Regions from separate parts of the Sus scrofa genome. Here region 1 is linked to region 2. Evidence: chromatin contacts called from public Hi-C data. All regions are on one chromosome and are shown on one strand. The core of a region is the stretch at or near the end of the contact, and the rest is flanking DNA. Distances in the headings are between cores, read along the strand shown.

Evidence for each region. A called contact is a pair of places that touch in the nucleus more often than the background predicts.
Region 1: a contact with region 2 is called in a Hi-C map of liver, with 3 times the contacts expected there. The contact joins the promoter of SLC38A10 here to the enhancer-like site in region 2. A contact is called at or near these places in 1 of 5 promoter capture datasets (skeletal muscle), 7 of 47 Hi-C or Micro-C datasets (embryonic fibroblasts, fetal liver, heart right ventricle and 3 more) and 1 of 2 datasets of contacts at active chromatin or transcription factors (skeletal muscle).

What each region holds. Positions count from the first base shown.
Region 1 is chr12:1,479,337-1,483,208 of Sscrofa11.1, reverse strand. SLC38A10 (putative sodium-coupled neutral amino acid transporter 10) reads right to left here and starts at 1,964. Exons shown (of 18, transcript XM_005668573.2): 1 at 1,544-1,964. The coding sequence starts at 1,642.
Region 2 is chr12:1,409,705-1,413,986 of Sscrofa11.1, reverse strand. No RefSeq gene overlaps it. Among named protein-coding and RNA genes, the nearest start is that of BAHCC1, 5.2 kb to the right of the region's middle. Within about 2 kb of position 1,751, at least 62 of the 83 cell types and tissues checked have an H3K27ac peak or open chromatin away from gene starts, as enhancers often do. A contact at or near this core is called in fetal liver, liver, skeletal muscle and 1 more, where this site is marked.

The sequences.
Region 1 (3,872 bases), core at 715-3,214, 69 kb before region 2:
CAAATAAACCAAAAAACAACACAACACGAACCCCAAGTTTTTTTTTTAATGACCTGGCTGCCAGATGAAAAACACACATCCCCAAACTGCCCACTGGCCTCACACCGTGTTCTGGCCGAGGGGCTTCCTGCGGAGAAGATGCTGAGTCCAACTGAGAGCAGCTCCTAATTCGGCCAGGCCCTCAGGGCGAGGCAAACCCCTGCCAGGTCTCCAGCCCCCACCTCTAAGCTCCCCCCCCCCACCCAGCAAGTCAGCCGGGCCCGTGCTTAAACGCTCCGGCAGCGGGCTCAGCAGCAGGCTCGTGCCCAGCCCACGGCAGACACTCAAATCTGAACCCCCAGAGCCCTGCCGCGGTGGCACGTGGCAGACAGGCGTGAAGGATGGCGGTACAGGTACAGGCGCAGGACAAGCCAACTACACATCCCAGGAGGCAGTTCTGTGCCAGGCGCGTCGCAGTGCGCGCTGGGATACGTAGTCCCTCCAGGAACACCCAGAGGGGGCCGGCCCACACTGCGACTCCCATGCCAAGACACAGATGTTGCCTTGGAGGTTCCAGAAGCCGCCAGCATGGCCTTCCACGTCAGCCCGCCGTCTCCATCCCCCCAGCAACACGGTCACCAAGCAAGTCAGAGCAACCGCTCACACGGGAACCGAAACGCATTTTCTTCTGCTTGCTATTTACAGCAAAGCATCCTAAATATGAAAAATGCAAAACCTGAATCTAAGATGAAGCAACTGGAGCCCACGTCAAGGCCAAAATATCATCTTATGCGCATTTTTCCACGTAAGGCTGGTCTTTGAGGGCCTGCTGGCCACCTGTCCTCCCCTGGTGTCCCACTGGTCCTCCTCCAGCCTCAAGAAAGCCGCTCTCCCTCGTGGCCAGCTCCTGCCCCAGGCGGCCGGGGGAGCGGCACCTCCAGTGTGGCACACAGGAAGCGGAGAAGTTCGTTTTTAGTTAAGAAGTTGCCCAATTTGATAACTCTGTCAACCTCCCTCTTCTAAAGGACCAAAAGCCTCTTTATTTGTGGATTAAACAGAAGCCAAATAAACCCACACCTCAAAAAAGGCTGAGTTTCTCTCCTGCAGTATTTAACGTCGGAATGACACCAATTTTTTAATACTTCCGACGTTTTCCGTTAAGGTAAGGTTTGCCCACAGCGAAACACAAAGCTCTGACGTGTCCAATCTGGTGAATTTAGCAACCCCCTCAGAACCCACACCCCAATCTAGTTCCAAGGCCGGGGTTGACCTGTGCGCTCCCGGAAAGGAGTGCGGTGGGATCAGAGTTGCAAGAAACGCCAGGAAAGGACGCGAACACGGAGTCCCGCGGTCACTCTCCAGTTTTCAAGATCGCCTCGCTACACGCTGCACCTCGGTCTGAAGTTACCAACGGTGCGCAAGCTGTTCGCGGGGGGCTTTCCCTCGGCTTCCGCGGCGGCGCCGGGGCGGGTGGGCTGCCGGGTCCCTCCTCCCGCCGCGCCGGCTCCCGTGACGGGCTGAGCCCGGGGCGGCCGGGGCGGCGACCACCGCCCGCTCGACTCACCTGTTTGAAGCAGAAGGGCATGGTGAGGACACTGACCCCTACTATGCTGTTCACTATGTTCGTGATAAGCCCCCAGTTGGAGGCCGCGGCCGCGGTCATGGCGCGAGGCCTGGGGCCCCGGAGCCCCGGGTCCAAGGCGCCGGCAGGACGGTGGGGCGCGAGACCCCGAGGGGGACGCCGCCTGGAGGAGGCGGTCTCGCGGGAAGGCGGCGGGAGCAGTCACCCTCCAGGCCCCGCCAGGCCCCGCGGCCGCCTCATAGCTTCGTCCCCCGCTGGCTCCCGCGGGCCACCGCAGCGTCCCCGAGCCCAGACCGGGAAAAGCCGCGGGGAGCCGGCGAGAAACACTCCGGTGCTGCTCGGCGGCCGCCTGGGCACGCACACTTCCGCCTTCCGCGAGCTCCTCCGCCCGGAAGTGACGACGAGGGGCGGAGCTCGGGGCAGGGCGCTCACCAATGAAAGGCGGACCTCGGCGCCTGCAGGGGCGGGGCTTGGATGGACGCACACGGGGGGGTGGGGACGGGGTCTATGGGGCGCACCTGTCCCTACAGCCAGCTGATCCTCCCTGTGGAGCTGGCGTCCTGCGCCATGTCTTGCAGGGTCTGGAGCACAAGAGCTCGCCCCTTGTGGCCCCCATCCGGAAGAGCAGTGGAGGGCAGGAGGGAAAGGGCCACGTCACGCCTTCTGGAGAGGAGCAGGATTTTAAGCCTTCATTTTCAGCAATTACCCTCGAGACCGATTGGGAGAAGTGTGCTAGATGCGCGGGTCTCCGGGGCTGCACCTTCATGTCAGCGTTGATAACGGATTCCAGGAGTTAGCGCCCACGTTTTAGGAGTGGGACGCTGAGCACAGAGAGGCTGAGTTCCTCAGCAAGAGTACACAGTTCTAAAGAGTGGGCATGGAGGAGTTCGCGTTTTGGCTCATCAGGTTAAGGACCAGTCTCCGTGAAGATGTGTGTTTGACCCCTGGCCTGCCTAAGTGGGTTAAGGATCCAGCGATGCCACAGGCTGCAGCACAGGTCGCAGATGTGGCTCAGATTCGGTGTTGCCATAGTGTAGACCCCTGCTGCAGCTCCCATTCGACCCCTGGCCCAGGAACTTCCATATGCCACGATGCAGCCACAATTTAAAAAAAAAAAAAATTGGAGTTCCTGCTGTGGCACAACAGGTTAAGGATCCAGTATTGCAGCAGCTGTGGTGTAGGTCACACCTGGGTCTGGGATAGGATCCCTGTCCGGGCAACTTCCATATGCCGTGGATGCGGTGGAAAAACATTTTTTTAAATAAGCAATAATAAAATAGCCCGGAATATATATATCCATTCTCCTGCTGAGGGCCACCGAGTTGCTTCCAATTATTTGCCATTATAAACAGTGATTCAGTGAACACCACGGCCCTTGTCTTCTCGGGTGTTGGGGGGGCTCCAGGGTAAACCCGTAGAAGCAGAACTGCCGGTTCACGTGCAGGCACACCTTCATTTTACCAGGTATTGCCCAATCGCTCTTCAAGTAGTTATGAGAGTTCTTGCTAGTTTACATCAGAGGCTGGACAATTTTTTTGTTTGTTGTCTTTTCTAGGGCTGCACCGCGGCATATGGAGGGTCCCAGGCTAGGGGTCTAATCGGAGCTATAGCCACCAGCCTACACAACAGCCACAGCAACATAGGATCCGAGCCCCATCTACAACCTACATCACAGCTCACGGCAATGCCGGATCCTTGACCCACTGAGCAAGGCCAGGGATGGAACCTGCAACCTCATGGTTCCTAGTCGGATTTATTAGCCACCGAGCCACGACGGGAACTCCAGAGGCTGGTCAATTTTTCCTGCGAAGAGCCAGGTAGCAAATATTTTCTGTTTCAAAAGCCACATAGTGGAGTTCCCATTGTGGCTCAGTGGAACCAAGCCTGACTAGCATCCACGAGGACACAGGTTCGAGCCCTGGCCTGGCTCAGTGGGTTAAGGATCTGGCATTGCTGTGGCTGTGGTGTAGGCTGATAGCTCTGATTCAGCCCCTAGCCTGGGAACCTTCATGTGCCATGGGTGTGGCCCTAAAAAGACAAAAAAAAAAAAAAAACCACATAGTCTCTGCCATGACTATTGAAAGCAGCCCTAGACAACACATAAACAAATAAGTGTGACTGTGTTCTAACAAGACTCTATTTACAAAAGCATGGCTGCCCCATTTTGGCCAAGGGGCCATAGATCTTGGGCTCTGGCTGCACCCTGCCACAAACATTCATTTGGTAGTATCCTTTTGGCCAGTTTGGTGAGCAAAATGCAATCTCATTGTAGTCTTTAATCTGTTCTCCCTAATTACAAATGAGGTTAATC
Region 2 (4,282 bases), core at 502-3,001:
CTGGGGAGAGAGGGAGGCGGGAAGTGAGGCAGACAGGGAGCTGTTCTTCCTCCTCCCCACGTGGGCAGCATCTCTCTGGGAAGGTGACCTGCGGGACAGGGCAGAGGACTCTAGGGCACTCTGGTGTTCTGCAGGCCAGTTCTCACCCCCTGACTTAGGCGTGTGGTGATGGGGAGCTGGAAGGATCTGAGCCAATCTTCCGAGGGAAGGGAGGCCCGGAGCCTGTGCTGCCCTCCCGCCTCTCATCCAGCTGGTAGCCTGCAAGTCTAGGGCTGTGGCTGCGGTGGGGCCCATCAGCCAAGCTCCAGGACCCTCGGACAATACTCTGCCCGAGGGGGATGGGACAGGGTTTGGGGGCCCCCGAGGAGCTTCCCAGCAGATGCCCCTCCTCAGACACCCGGAAGGAGAATGGGGGCCTGGAGGCCCTTCCGACCCACCGTCGCGTCTGGGGGCGCACCAGCAAGCACACCCTCAGGAAGCTCCGAGCAACTCCAGGGACACTGCGGGTTGCCAAGGCGTTCTTTCTTTTGGATGGAGGGTTTCCTTCTTACACGTATTTTTCTCATTTTAAAAAATTTCAAGTGGAGCTTTAAAACTTAATCTTAAATTAAAAAAAAAAAAAAAGTTCTGGGCCAGAAAAGAAGCTCATCGGAGACAGTAATGGGGAAACATGCGGAGGTGAGGGGCGCCCCGCTGGGGCCTGGGAATCCAAGGGCAGTGCGGAGCTGGCGGGGCCGCTGGGCGCACGGATCGGGCCGGCTCGGCGCGCCACGCCACCGAAACCGGAGAAGTGCTGGGAGCCCGGAGTGCTCCGGGAGGGCACAGACAGCCGCTCCCTGCCTCAGCTCCGGCCCCGCCTGGCCCTGCGCTGGATCGGGGGGCCGAGGGCGCCCCCACCCACCTACCCACCCCAAGGAGGGCGCGATTTCTCCGGAGCCGAACAGGGCTCGGGCTGGCTTTCCCCGGTGTGCGTGGGAAGCGGGCGGCCTCCGCACGCACTCAAGGGTTCAGGACCAGGAGGAACCCCGTCTCCTCAACACTCCCTCCCGGGCCAGTGCTGGGATTTCTTTCTCCGGAAGCCACGGCCCAAGCCCGGTGGTCTGCGCCAGAGACCTCTCCCCCCACCCCCGCCCATCCCGGCGGCCGCGTTCAGCCCGCGCCGGCCCCCCGGGCCCACACCCGCGACCTAATTCAATCGCCCCCGGCCTAATGAATAGCCGTGCCCTAATCGGATCTCCTAGCGCTTTATGGATTTATGCGTGCCGCCTCTCCTCCCGCGGCCGCCGTGCGCCGCTCGGGGTCGCTTCCGAAGGCACCCGCCTCGGGACAGGCCAGGGGCTGGGGCCGTGGGGGGCGGAGCCCTCGCCGTCCCCTAGGGCTGTCGTCCGAGCCGGGACTCGGGGTCGCGCGCCCTGTCCTGAGCCCCCGGCCCGGGCCCGAGGAGCCCGGCGCTTACCTGCCAGCCCCAGGCTCCCTGGAACTGCCCCGCCGGCCGCGCCGCCGGAAGCGGGCCCTAATTCCGGAGCCCCGCCCGCGGCCCGAGCCCCCACCCCAGGTCAGAGATGCCCGCGGGGGAAGGCCGGCCCGGGCCGAGCGCCCGCTTCCCCTTTCTCTCCGGATTCCTTTGATCCGCGGGCTCTGCGCCGCACCTCGGCTCCGGGGCGGCCGGGGTCGGCCCGAGGGGGTCCTGGAAACGGTCCCCAGCTTATCTCCTTTCATCAAGCGGCCTTGGGCCGCCTTGAAACCGCGGAGCCAGTAATTGCTTTTTTCGGGAGGCCCTGTGCGGACTGGACAACAGCCAATCAGCGCCTTGTTTACACTCGGTGATTGACAGCCTGCTGGCGGAGTGCCCGCCAATCCGGGCGATCCCGCGGGAGTGGGCGGGGAGGGCGGGGAAAGAAGGTGACAACAGAAGGTCTCCGGCTTAACCCTTTAGTGTCCCTACCGGGATGAGCGGGCAGAAAATTTCTAACGCTTGTTCACGCGTTGGTTGGCATCTAGTTTATACATACATATACACATGTAGGTGTGTGTGCACATACACACACCTATATATGTATGTGGGTATATATATATATATATATATATATATATTGTCCCCCGGAGGGGGAGGCAGGGCTTCACCTGGAGAAAGAGGAGCAAAAATCATGTATCCATTGCCTCTAAGACACAGCCTTGACTCCTGAGAATAAATAGCATTTTGCTGGGAAACCAAATTCTAGCAGAGATATTTATTTGGAGACTCTTTTTTAAAAAGAAGTTTGCATCTGATTACCATGAAGACACCTCCCAAGTGTCTTTTAATTGGGCGGGAATTTAGCGGATATGTAAGAGCGACATTGAAACGTACTATGCCCGGGTTTCGCGCCATGCATATCAAGGTGAACATATTTTAAAAACCTCGTTGCTGATGAAGAAAGGGCAACCTTTGTCTTGACCTTAGTAAATCCATGATTTCATTTCGATCAGTTCTCTGTTGTAAAATGTAGCCAAGGAAGATAAAAGCAGGGTCCCCAGATACATGGCCAGAGACACAGGACCTTCTCCCCAGAGTTTGATCCTTGGATCAAGGGAAGGAGAGGACCAGCCGGGCGAATCTGGAGCCTGTACTGCGGGCGCGTGGGCATTCCTGAGCTTGGTCACAGCAGGCGGAGGCCTCAGAGTGGCCGAAGGACTGGGCAATCCGAGGAAGCCTCCGTTCTTGGAGCTCGGGCCTACCTGTGCCGGGTTCGACCACCTGCCAGACAGATCCTAGGTATTTGAAAAAGCATCTGTTGCAATGAGTGTTGCTGTTTATTCTCCTGGCCTCTGTGCACGAGACGCCAAAAGTGTGACATGCTGGGTTAAAATTAAAAACAGAATAAAAAAAAAAAACAAGCCAAAGCCTTCCCCTCGGCGTGGACACACACGCTCCCACTCGTCCTTGCTCCCTCTCCCGCCCAGCGCCAAACCGTCCCATTCAGCAGCAACGATCTGCGCAGAGGAGCTGCGCAGTCGCCGGGCTTGAATTAGGCGCCATCGGGCTCCGTAGTAGCCCTGCTGCTCCCTGATTGGCAGCTCCCTGGCCTGGCGCCAGCCTATTGGGAGGCCTGTTTACGCCGAATGAGTGGCACGAGCTCCCGGCCGCGGAGGGCCGCGCGGCCAATCAGCTCGCGGGCTGCTCGGGGCTGAGTGGCACGGGCTTATTAGTATGCAGGGCCCGTGGCTCGCCGCGCCGGGCTGCAGGTTTGAGAGCCGCTCTGGATGGGCTCGCTAGAGTCGTTGTTGTGGAAGCGGTGCATTTACAGTGCAACAGTCAGCACATTGAAAATACCAATAGGAATACAAAACAAAGTCACATTTACTGGTTTAATTGTATTGCATTCAATTGTATCCAGGAAACAGCCTCCAGTAAGTAACTGAAATTGCTTTCATTTTTTTGTTTTTTGTATTTTTATTATTATTTTATTTTGGCTTTGGGGATTTACATTTTTTTTTTTTTAGCGAGAGAAATTCAGGGTTGCGATGTTAAGTATATATCTTCCCTTTAAAAAAATCCGTTATAATGTCGAGCAGGCTTTTTTTTTTTTTTTTAAAGATGGACTATATATAAGAGCGATTTTTTTTTCCCTCTGAAAAATCGTATTGATCGGTTTAAAATCCCCCCCCCCCGTAATGCGTCCTTGCTTTGCTCTGAGCGCTTGTTTTCTCGATCGACACCCAGCATTAAAAATAAATAATCGCGACAGGACAGGGACCGCCAGGCTGCGTCCGGCGCGAGCGGCGCGGACGACTCTGGGTGGACAGTCGGCGAGCTCCCAGACGCAGTCAATGCGTGCCCGGCTCTGGCGGCACCACGGACGAACCCCAATTGTTTGCCCCCCCCACCCTTCTCCCCTCCCCCGAGCAGCCTCGGGTCTGCCCCGCCCGATCGCTCCTCGGCGCTGGGAACGAGCCGGCTCGCACTGGCCGAGGCGGCCCGGGCCACCTACCAGGGGGGCTTTCCGGTCGCTGGCAGCGTGCGGGGCGAGGGACCGGGCGGAGAGGGGTAACTGTAAGGTTGCGGGGCGGGGGTGGGGGTTTGCTTTGCAGAGCCTAATTCATTTCAGAAAAATTTTTCCCGGGGGATGAGGGTGGAAGAGGGGCCAAGCGAGGCCAGGGCAGCCAGGCTTTCTACCCGCGCGCGTTCCGGGCGGCGTGCGGGGCTCAGGCCACCGCCCGCTAGGCGAGGTCTGCGGGCGGGTGCGCTCTGGGGCCTGGGGATCCCGCGCGGCCCTAAGCCTCGGTCCTCTCCGGGTGGGGG